Linked DNA regions of Gossypium hirsutum: region 2 is linked to region 1. The links are chromatin contacts, called in public Hi-C maps. All regions are on one chromosome and are shown on one strand. Each heading gives the region's core, a stretch centred on a gene start, on an enhancer-like site or on the middle of the called end of the contact. The rest is flanking DNA. Distances are from core to core; before and after follow the strand shown. Region 1 holds the start of LOC107910608 (dihydroceramide fatty acyl 2-hydroxylase FAH1). Region 2 holds the start of LOC107908063 (protein YIP4a).

Evidence for each region. A called contact is a pair of places that touch in the nucleus more often than the background predicts.
Region 2: a Hi-C map of leaf shows a contact between it and region 1, with 1.6 times the contacts expected there. The contact joins the promoter of LOC107908063 here to the promoter of LOC107910608 in region 1. A contact is called at or near these places in 2 of 34 Hi-C or Micro-C datasets (both in leaf).

The regions. Positions count from the first base shown.
Region 1 is chrD02:28,363,202-28,367,322 of Gossypium_hirsutum_v2.1, forward strand. LOC107910608 (dihydroceramide fatty acyl 2-hydroxylase FAH1) reads left to right here and starts at 1,262. Exons shown (of 8, transcript XR_005910625.1): 1 at 1,262-1,539; 2 at 2,113-2,171; 3 at 2,545-2,637; 4 at 2,736-2,932; 5 at 3,087-3,192; 6 at 3,463-3,609; 7 at 3,802-4,006.
Region 2 is chrD02:28,720,170-28,724,401 of Gossypium_hirsutum_v2.1, forward strand. It overlaps LOC107908063 (protein YIP4a), which reads right to left and starts at 2,208. Exons shown (of 5, transcript XM_016835337.2): 1 at 2,065-2,208; 2 at 367-480. The coding sequence starts at 2,208.

The sequences.
Region 1 (4,121 bases), core at 12-2,511:
ACTTTTGTCTCAAGTGTTCTTTCTCTTCTGTGGCTTTTGTTCATCTTTCAAAGTTCGTTCTTACTTCGTTCTTCTGCTGTTCTTCGTAGGTGCCTTGAGGGAATTCTGTTGAATCCTTTATCGAGCGAGATTAGGCTGACTTAGGTGTTTTTACTGTTGAATCCATTATCATTGCGTGTTAGGTTGACTTAGGCGTTTTTAAGCAAAGAAACTGCCTAAGGCTGCACGGATCGCGTGGAAAAATTCTAAGTCCGTGACACTAGAACATAGAGACTTCTCTAATACTTTTACCAATATTCAACTCTCCTTAAATAAAAAAAATTATTCAAAACAAAGGTATTACTTTCCTCTTCTTTTTCTCTTTATTTTTATTCAATCTAAACATACGGTTAATTTTAGGCTTTTTTTATTAATTGCTCTTATAACCGATTATTATCATAACTATGACACTAATTTAAAATAAAGTAATTAATGTTTAAATAAATGATTTTTACGGTAATTATTTAATAAATTTAAAAAAGGATTAAATGGTAAAAGAAAATTCTAAAAAGATAGTTATATTAAAAAATGTATGAAGTTATCTTGAAAACATAAATAGTGTTTTAAAGGAATGTATAATATATTATTATTAACAAAAAAAAAGGAAAGTATAATATTTAAAAAATTATATAAAAAATTAACTATTATCATAGAAAAATGTATTAATAAAAAAATTATTTAAAAGCTTGACTTATTTAGTAGTAATTTATTTTAAATAAATGAAAATTTAAAAGACATAAGTATATTTATTATATTTACATTTATTCTCATTTATATTTTAATAATATGAGTTGATGTGATTTAATTTGTCAAATTATATAGTTTGATGGTCAGGATGTTCATCGCTTCAAGTGTAATCTGAATTCGAATCGTTCTAATCGTATTTGTTATTCAGACTTTACTCTATTTCTATAATTAAAAACAAAAATTTGTGTCTGATGACATTAAACTCAATCAAAAGACATTTGAACACTTTATATTTGATCCATTAATAGCTTGATTAATTTGATTATTTTATGTTAAGATCGGTTAAATTGATTAAATTAACCAAATGCTCACCCCACAGTCAGCAACCAACACCCTTTAAGCACATCAGCAAAATTCGGCATTCACATTCTTGCATACCATGTGAGCAAAATACAAAATAGTTCCCTCACCCCCACCCCCACCCCACCCCCACCCCACCGCAAATACGAAGCTGGATCTTCAATATGCCAGACTGGCAACCGTTAGAAATTTAGAATCCAACGTGAGACAGATCCGCTGGCCTTTTTATTCTTCGATACCCAACAATATTTCTTTTTTAAATCAACGGCTGATATCATCTCCCACGATTTATCTACACTTAATTTATACCCCAAAATCCTGTCCCTTTTCTTTCTCAGTCTTCTCTTTGCTTCACTAAAGTATACAAACCTTGTTCTTCTATTTTAGCTTCTCTTCACATTGAGAAGCTAGCTTTTTGGTGCGTTTGCTTAGCTTCAACCCACATTGTCTTTGGTTGGTTCTGCTTCCTTTCTTTCTTTCTTTTTAATTTTCTTATTGGCTTTTTATTTTTGTGTTTTTCTTTAATCTCTAGATCTGCTGTAATTTATTTTCTCTTTTCTTCTGAATTCTGGGTTTTCGTTGATGTTTCAGTTAAGTACATTGTGTTGTTATGCTGGTTGGGTGCTTAGAAATTTGGGGTAATAGGAATATAAGTGCTTGATTTACTAATTTTTTTAGTAGCACTGTTTCTTTTTCCTTTTTCCCTTTTCCTGCAAATTTCTGATTGATGGCTGAGATATGATGTAACCGAATCTTTATTTAGTATTTTATAATTTGAACAACTTTTTAAAAAAATTAATTTGTGGTTCGTCCCTGTGGGAATCTGATTCATGATTTTTATCCTCGAGTGTTGAGTGTCGAAATGTGTTTGAAAATTGGAATTTTGAGGTTAAGTAATGGTACAAATTCCATGGAGTAGCCTGACATAAGTGGAATCTTGTGTCATCCTCACTCTTTTTGTTATTCTTCAAACAAAAATTACTAATTCATTAATCCTTTGCTAAACAGATTTATTCTTTAATGCAGTTGCGAAGATGGTTGCACACAAATTTACCGTTGATTTGAATAAACCCCTTGTCTTCCAGGTACCAAGATCATATGTTTGATTTTGGTTTATCTTGTGGAACAAGCATGCGTGGTGACAGCTATGGTGTAACTGGTTTTCAGTTCACTTATATAGTTTCTTATGTGATTAAAATAGCGACATATAGATATGTTTGTGAAATTTTTTATTGCTTCATTAGTCCTGTATTTCTTTTGTTTATTTCCTTGATTTGATTTCTTGGTGGTGTTAATTAGACACAAACTTCTTTACCACTTCTTGTTCTGTTTCTTTCATTGATTTCATTGCTTCCTTTTTTGCAGTTTAAATACTATTTAGCAATGTTAGGCATGAGGGAGATTGATATTTTTCTAGTTGAAAACTACTGATTTTGACTGTTTAATGATCTACGACAGGTTGGTCACCTTGGAGAAAGTTATCAGGAGTGGGTTCATCAGCCTATTGTGAGCAAGGAAGGTCCTAGGTTCTTTGATAGTGATTTTTGGGAGGTATTTATAAACATTTTGAAATATTTTATTAAGCATTACTGATGCACTTTGTTGTAAGTGCGTGCTAATGCATCTTTGGCTTGTTTTACTTGAAACAGTTCTTGACTCGCACTGCCTGGTGGGCAATTCCAACCATATGGCTGCCTGTTGTTTGCTGGTGCATTTCAATGTCCGTACGTATGGGGCATACACTTCCCCAAACCGCTTTAATGGTTGCTTTTGGCATTTTTCTGTGGACATTTGTGGAATATGTTTTACACCGATTCCTTTTCCACATTGAAACTAAGAGTTATTGGTTAGTTCCTTCTCTCCTTGGTTCACAACTCTTGTAGAAAAACATCAAATGCATATTTTACTTTTGTATTGCAAATTTTATTGCCTTTTCTGCGCATATTAGCCTTCATAGTATGCTAGAAAGATGTAATAATTCATTGGGAACTTTGATATAGGGGAAACACCATACACTATCTTCTTCATGGCTGCCACCACAAGCACCCTATGGACGGCCTGAGGCTTGTTTTTCCACCTGCTGCAGCTGCTATATTATGCATACCGGTGTGTTATTTTACTTCAATTCTTGTTCATATATTACATGATGATGCTAGTTAGGTCTCCCATTCGAGTAGATGACAGCTGAGTTTTGATAATAGTTTGTGTCTAATGTTCTTTTACATGGTAATTTTGTTTCCTGTTATTCTGTAAAATCCTTCAAAACCTTGAACTGTGAAAGTTTGCATCAAAAGCATTTTATTGCATGTGCAATTCATGTATCTTTGGATTATTCTGTTTACTTGCGTTCCACTTACCGTTTTTGGTCTTTACTAGTTCTGGAATCTGATTAAGTTTTGTGCCACTCCGTCCACTACTCCTGCTTTGTTTGGAGGAGGTTTACTTGGGTATGTTATGTATGATGTCACCCATTACTACCTACACCATGGTCAGCCCACCAACCAAGTTCCTAAAAGCCTTAAGGTAAGAAACTTATGTTTTAACTAGTCGCAGGCAACTTTTCTTGCTAGTTTAACACATTATCTAGAGCAGGTTGTCGCTATAAATTTTCAGCCCCATGGATTTAATGAAAGCAGATTTTAAACCTTATCAAAGTAGCAGTTAACACTTGTGTCACAAGTGTTCCGTAGCTTGATTTGATCATTTTTATTGCAGAAATATCACCTGAACCATCACTTTAGGATCCAAAATAAGGGCTTTGGGATCACTTCAGCGTTTTGGGACAGAGTTTTTGGAACCCTTCCTCAAACAAAGGCAGCTGACAAGGCTAGATGATTTAGTAGGCTAGTATGATAGCAAACATTGATTGGTTGCAACCTGTGAGGACCAAGCCCAGGTCTGGGTCTATTTCCAGGTGAAGGTATTGAACAATATTTACATGTGCTTGTATTTTATTTTTGTAGTGTTTTGGGGTTGGCATCTTATATTCCTCTAATCTTCCTATCTATATAATGAGTTGTTTGTGTAAATGCATT
Region 2 (4,232 bases), core at 958-3,457, 360 kb after region 1:
AATTAGTTTTTGCTTCCAATAGCAAAAAGCAAAAAGAGAATCTTTATAAAAAATAAAATGACATTTTGAAATAATTAGAAATCTTTAATATCGATGCAAATATTACTTTCCGGTAGAACAATTATTTTAGAATTCAGAGTTGCCTTTTAGGAAGAATTATTATTCTAACAACCCCAAATTTCGGTTCATTTAAGCCAAGGATCGACAACAACCTTATCAGATTTTCACAGCTAACAATCAAAATTTCATAAGAAATAAAATATATGCGTATCAAATCAATTCATTAAACACACAAGAATAAGAAAATGTAAATATGTATAATGTAAAAAGAGAAAATGGAAATGGAAATCCAGTGCGAAAACAAACCTTCTTAACGGAGGCGGACCAGGAGAGCGTGAGACCCAAGAAAACAATGAAGAAGAAAGGCCACCACAGATCCCAATCTCTCAAGGCCTTCCCGACGCCGAGAGGAGAAGTAAAGGATTTTTTGTATTTTTAAACTCTTTTTTTATTCGGCTTTGTGTACATACATGGGCCGGTCACCCGAGCGAGCCCTTCAAACTGGATCGATTAAGCCCATTCAAATTTACGGTTACAGTGTATTACAAATGTTTAATTATGGCTTAAAAAAATTCTCAAACTTTTTCAAAAAAAAAATTAAATTTTTGCTTTTTCTTTTACACTTATTTGGGCCCTTAAACTTTCAAAATATATTAAAAAGACCCTCAAATCTTTTCAAAATTATTTTTACACTCACTTAGGTACTTGAACTTTCAAAATGCATCAAAAAGACTCTCAAACTTAAAAAAAAAAATTAATCCCCTCCTTTTATTAAAAATTAGAAAATAAAATTATAAAAAATTAAAACCTGTAAATATTTTTAAATTTTAATAAAAAATTAAAATATTAAAAATTATAAAAAATATATAAAAATTGTAAAAAATTATAAAAGTTTATAAATTCGTATTAAAATTATACAAAATTTAAATAAATATAAATTTTGTAAAAAAAATTTCTAAAAATTATCATACAAAAAAAATATTTTATAATTTTTCTATAACGTTTATTGATTTTTATTTTTTATTATTTTCCACCGCATGTCACGTTGTGTTGCGACATGTGATGACTTTAATTGAAAAAACTAGGGGTCGTTAATTTTTTTATGATTTTTTATAAAATGTTACGTTTTTTTTTTACAATTTTTATAAAAAAATATAATTTTTAATAATTTTTAAATTTTAAATTTTTATTATAATTTAATAATTTTTCTAAAAAATTTTATTTTTTATTTTTTATTTTTTCTAATTTTTAATAAGAGCAGGGGCTTAATTGCTTTTTTGAAAAATTTTGAGGGACTTTTTGATGTATTTTGAAAGTTCAAGTACCCAATTGAGTGACAAAAAAGGCAAGGGTTTAATTGCTTTTTTTGAATAAGTTTGAAGTCCTTTTTTATGCATTTTGAAAGTTCAAGTATTCAATTGAGTCCAAAAAAAAAGAGGGGATTAATTGTTTTTTTTTAATTAAATGCTTTTTACACCGTTAAGTCTTTAAGTATTTAAGTAGAATATAAAATGTTGAATTACCTAGGTAGAATATAAATGATGATGGTTAAATTCTAAAAAATTTCTTCAGATTTATATATTTGTGTGATTTTAATTTATCTACCTTTTACAATTTTTTTTATCAAAATTGGACAATTTTTATTATTTTTTGGGTGATGACAAGATTTACCCCTATACTTTAGTAAAATTGTCAATCTGGTACATGCGCTTTTAATTTGTTCAATTTGATACTTGTACTTTTCTACCATCCATTATTGTGGTACTCTGGTCTAACGGTGTTAATTTCTAACATAAGAGGACATGTGGCATGTGGGCCATAGAGAACAAACTAAAGAGTCCAAACTTTAGGGACTTGCTAAAATTTTTCCTTTTTATTTTGAAGGTTAAAATCATTAAAAGAATAAATAAAATAAATATATTGTTAATTTCTGCACTTTAGGATCTTTCAAACTCTCTCATTTATCAAAACCTAGCAAATCTCTCCATCTTTTTTTGTTTTGACCATCCTTGGAGGTAGGCCGCCTATCGTCGACATTCTATCTCCATCCTTCCTTCTAATTGTTTCTTTTTCCTTCCCTGGTTGAAGCCACTTGGCCTTGTTTTTGGGCAGTTCTCGTTTTCCTAAGAGCAACTCCGTTGGTGTCATTTACGGCAGATCCAATGATGACATCAGCGAGTACAATCATTCATGGAATCATGATTTGTGCTAAGGTTTGTTAAACCCCTTTTGTAACATCCTTAAAGTCCCTTTGGTTGAAAGAAGTGTAAACTTGAGAGTGTATGTGTTGAGATTTCTTAGAGTAAACAAAATGTGAATTATCAGTGTTAGTAGAAAAGAGTATTGGATATTGAAGGAAGTTAAAACAATTAATATGTTGTGAGATAATGATTTGAAGTAATGACTAAATTGTAAAGAAGTGAAAAGTAATGAAGCAAAATTGTAAATACTTAAAAGTTAAGGGTTCAAAGTGGAAAAGTTCAAGGACTAAAGTTGTAATTTTGCCAAAGGTGTGCATGATGAAATTGTAAATATTAAAAAGTGTCAAGAGCAAAATAGTCATTTTGCAAGATAGTTTTGAAATTTTTACTAAAATGCCCTTGAGTGTATGAATGAATCATGGTCATTGGATTTACTTGGAGATTAAGGAAAGGGATATGGACCCTTGGATTATAATTATGATATTGGTGACATTTTATTATTTTATTATTTTTTAAATAGAATTGTATTAAGATATTTTATTATTTTAATTAATATATATGGTATTTATAAAGGAATTATGAAAAAAAATTTGCATACTTTCATAAAGCTCCCAATGCCCATGAAAGGGAGAAGAAATAAAGTTTGCACTTTATGCAGTTTAGTTCTTTTCCATTAAATTCACCATTTTCACTCAAAATTCATGAAATCATCAAAGCTGTACTTTTGCTAGTCACCTTTCAATTTCAAATATAACAAAGGTATTAATTTAATCAACTTGTCATGACCTATTCCATTACTTACCTTATACTTACTAACCAATTCATTTATGAAGTCTACAGACTTGTTTACATTCATTGGGTGTGCCTCCCCTCATATGTATTACAATGGGGATTCAGACCTCTCCTATATTGGGTCCAATTATATGTACTTCTTGGCCTTTTAACCCAGCACTTTATAATTTAATCCAATCCAGTACATGTTTTTCTATTTCTAAAAATAGACATTATAAATTAATTTAAATTAATTAATTTTCCAATTAAATAACTTTCTCAACCCGATTTCGATTCTGTTAAAATCATGACAACTTTACCATAGAAAATCTATGAAAAAATCTATTTAATTTCTACATTCAACGGATTCACTATAATCATTTAATTTAATTTCCTTTTTGTAACTTCAATTATTTAATCAAATAATAATTCAACAAACTTAGCTTAATTCTCAGATCATTTACATACTTAGTGAGAGATCACATTCATTTTTTAATGCAACTCATATATCTAACTTTATCATTTCTATCCAATTCTGTTCATTTAACTCAACATGTAATTTATTTTTGATTTCAACGAGCTAGCGGAAGGACCGATTGGACATATGTATTTATGGCTCAAATGATTTATAATTAAGTTTCAGCTTTTCACCTATCAATTATAAATTCATTTAATCACGAAGTCATCCAACTATAGTATTGTGACTGAGCTCTCCCTAATGACATACCATTACAAAAGCTACTCGATCAATGCTTGTGACCTTGTCATAAGTGTGTTACCCTCATAAGATATTCTTAATCTCTTTGGGATAAATTCGTTCTCCCAATATGATCCTATTTTATATCATGGTAACCATTACATCTTCCATTATGAAAAGTCAACTACTATCAAATAGTAATTAAGTCATTCATCACAAAGACGAATGACTCGTGCCCATGTTTAATGTTCATCTATCATGTAATTCCATTGAGAGGATATCATTTACCCATGTATTGGGTTATGAATTTTACTATTGTAAATTTGCTGCATACTGCAGAAGTTGTATACCCAACGTATCAGCTTTCGGTTCCTTATCAATTTGAACTCAAGCTTTTACTTACATCAAAGTATACGAGTGACGAATACATAGTCCATCATCCACTCAAGATTAATGTATGTCACACTATGAACATCACAAGTAATTAAATCCATACATAGTCT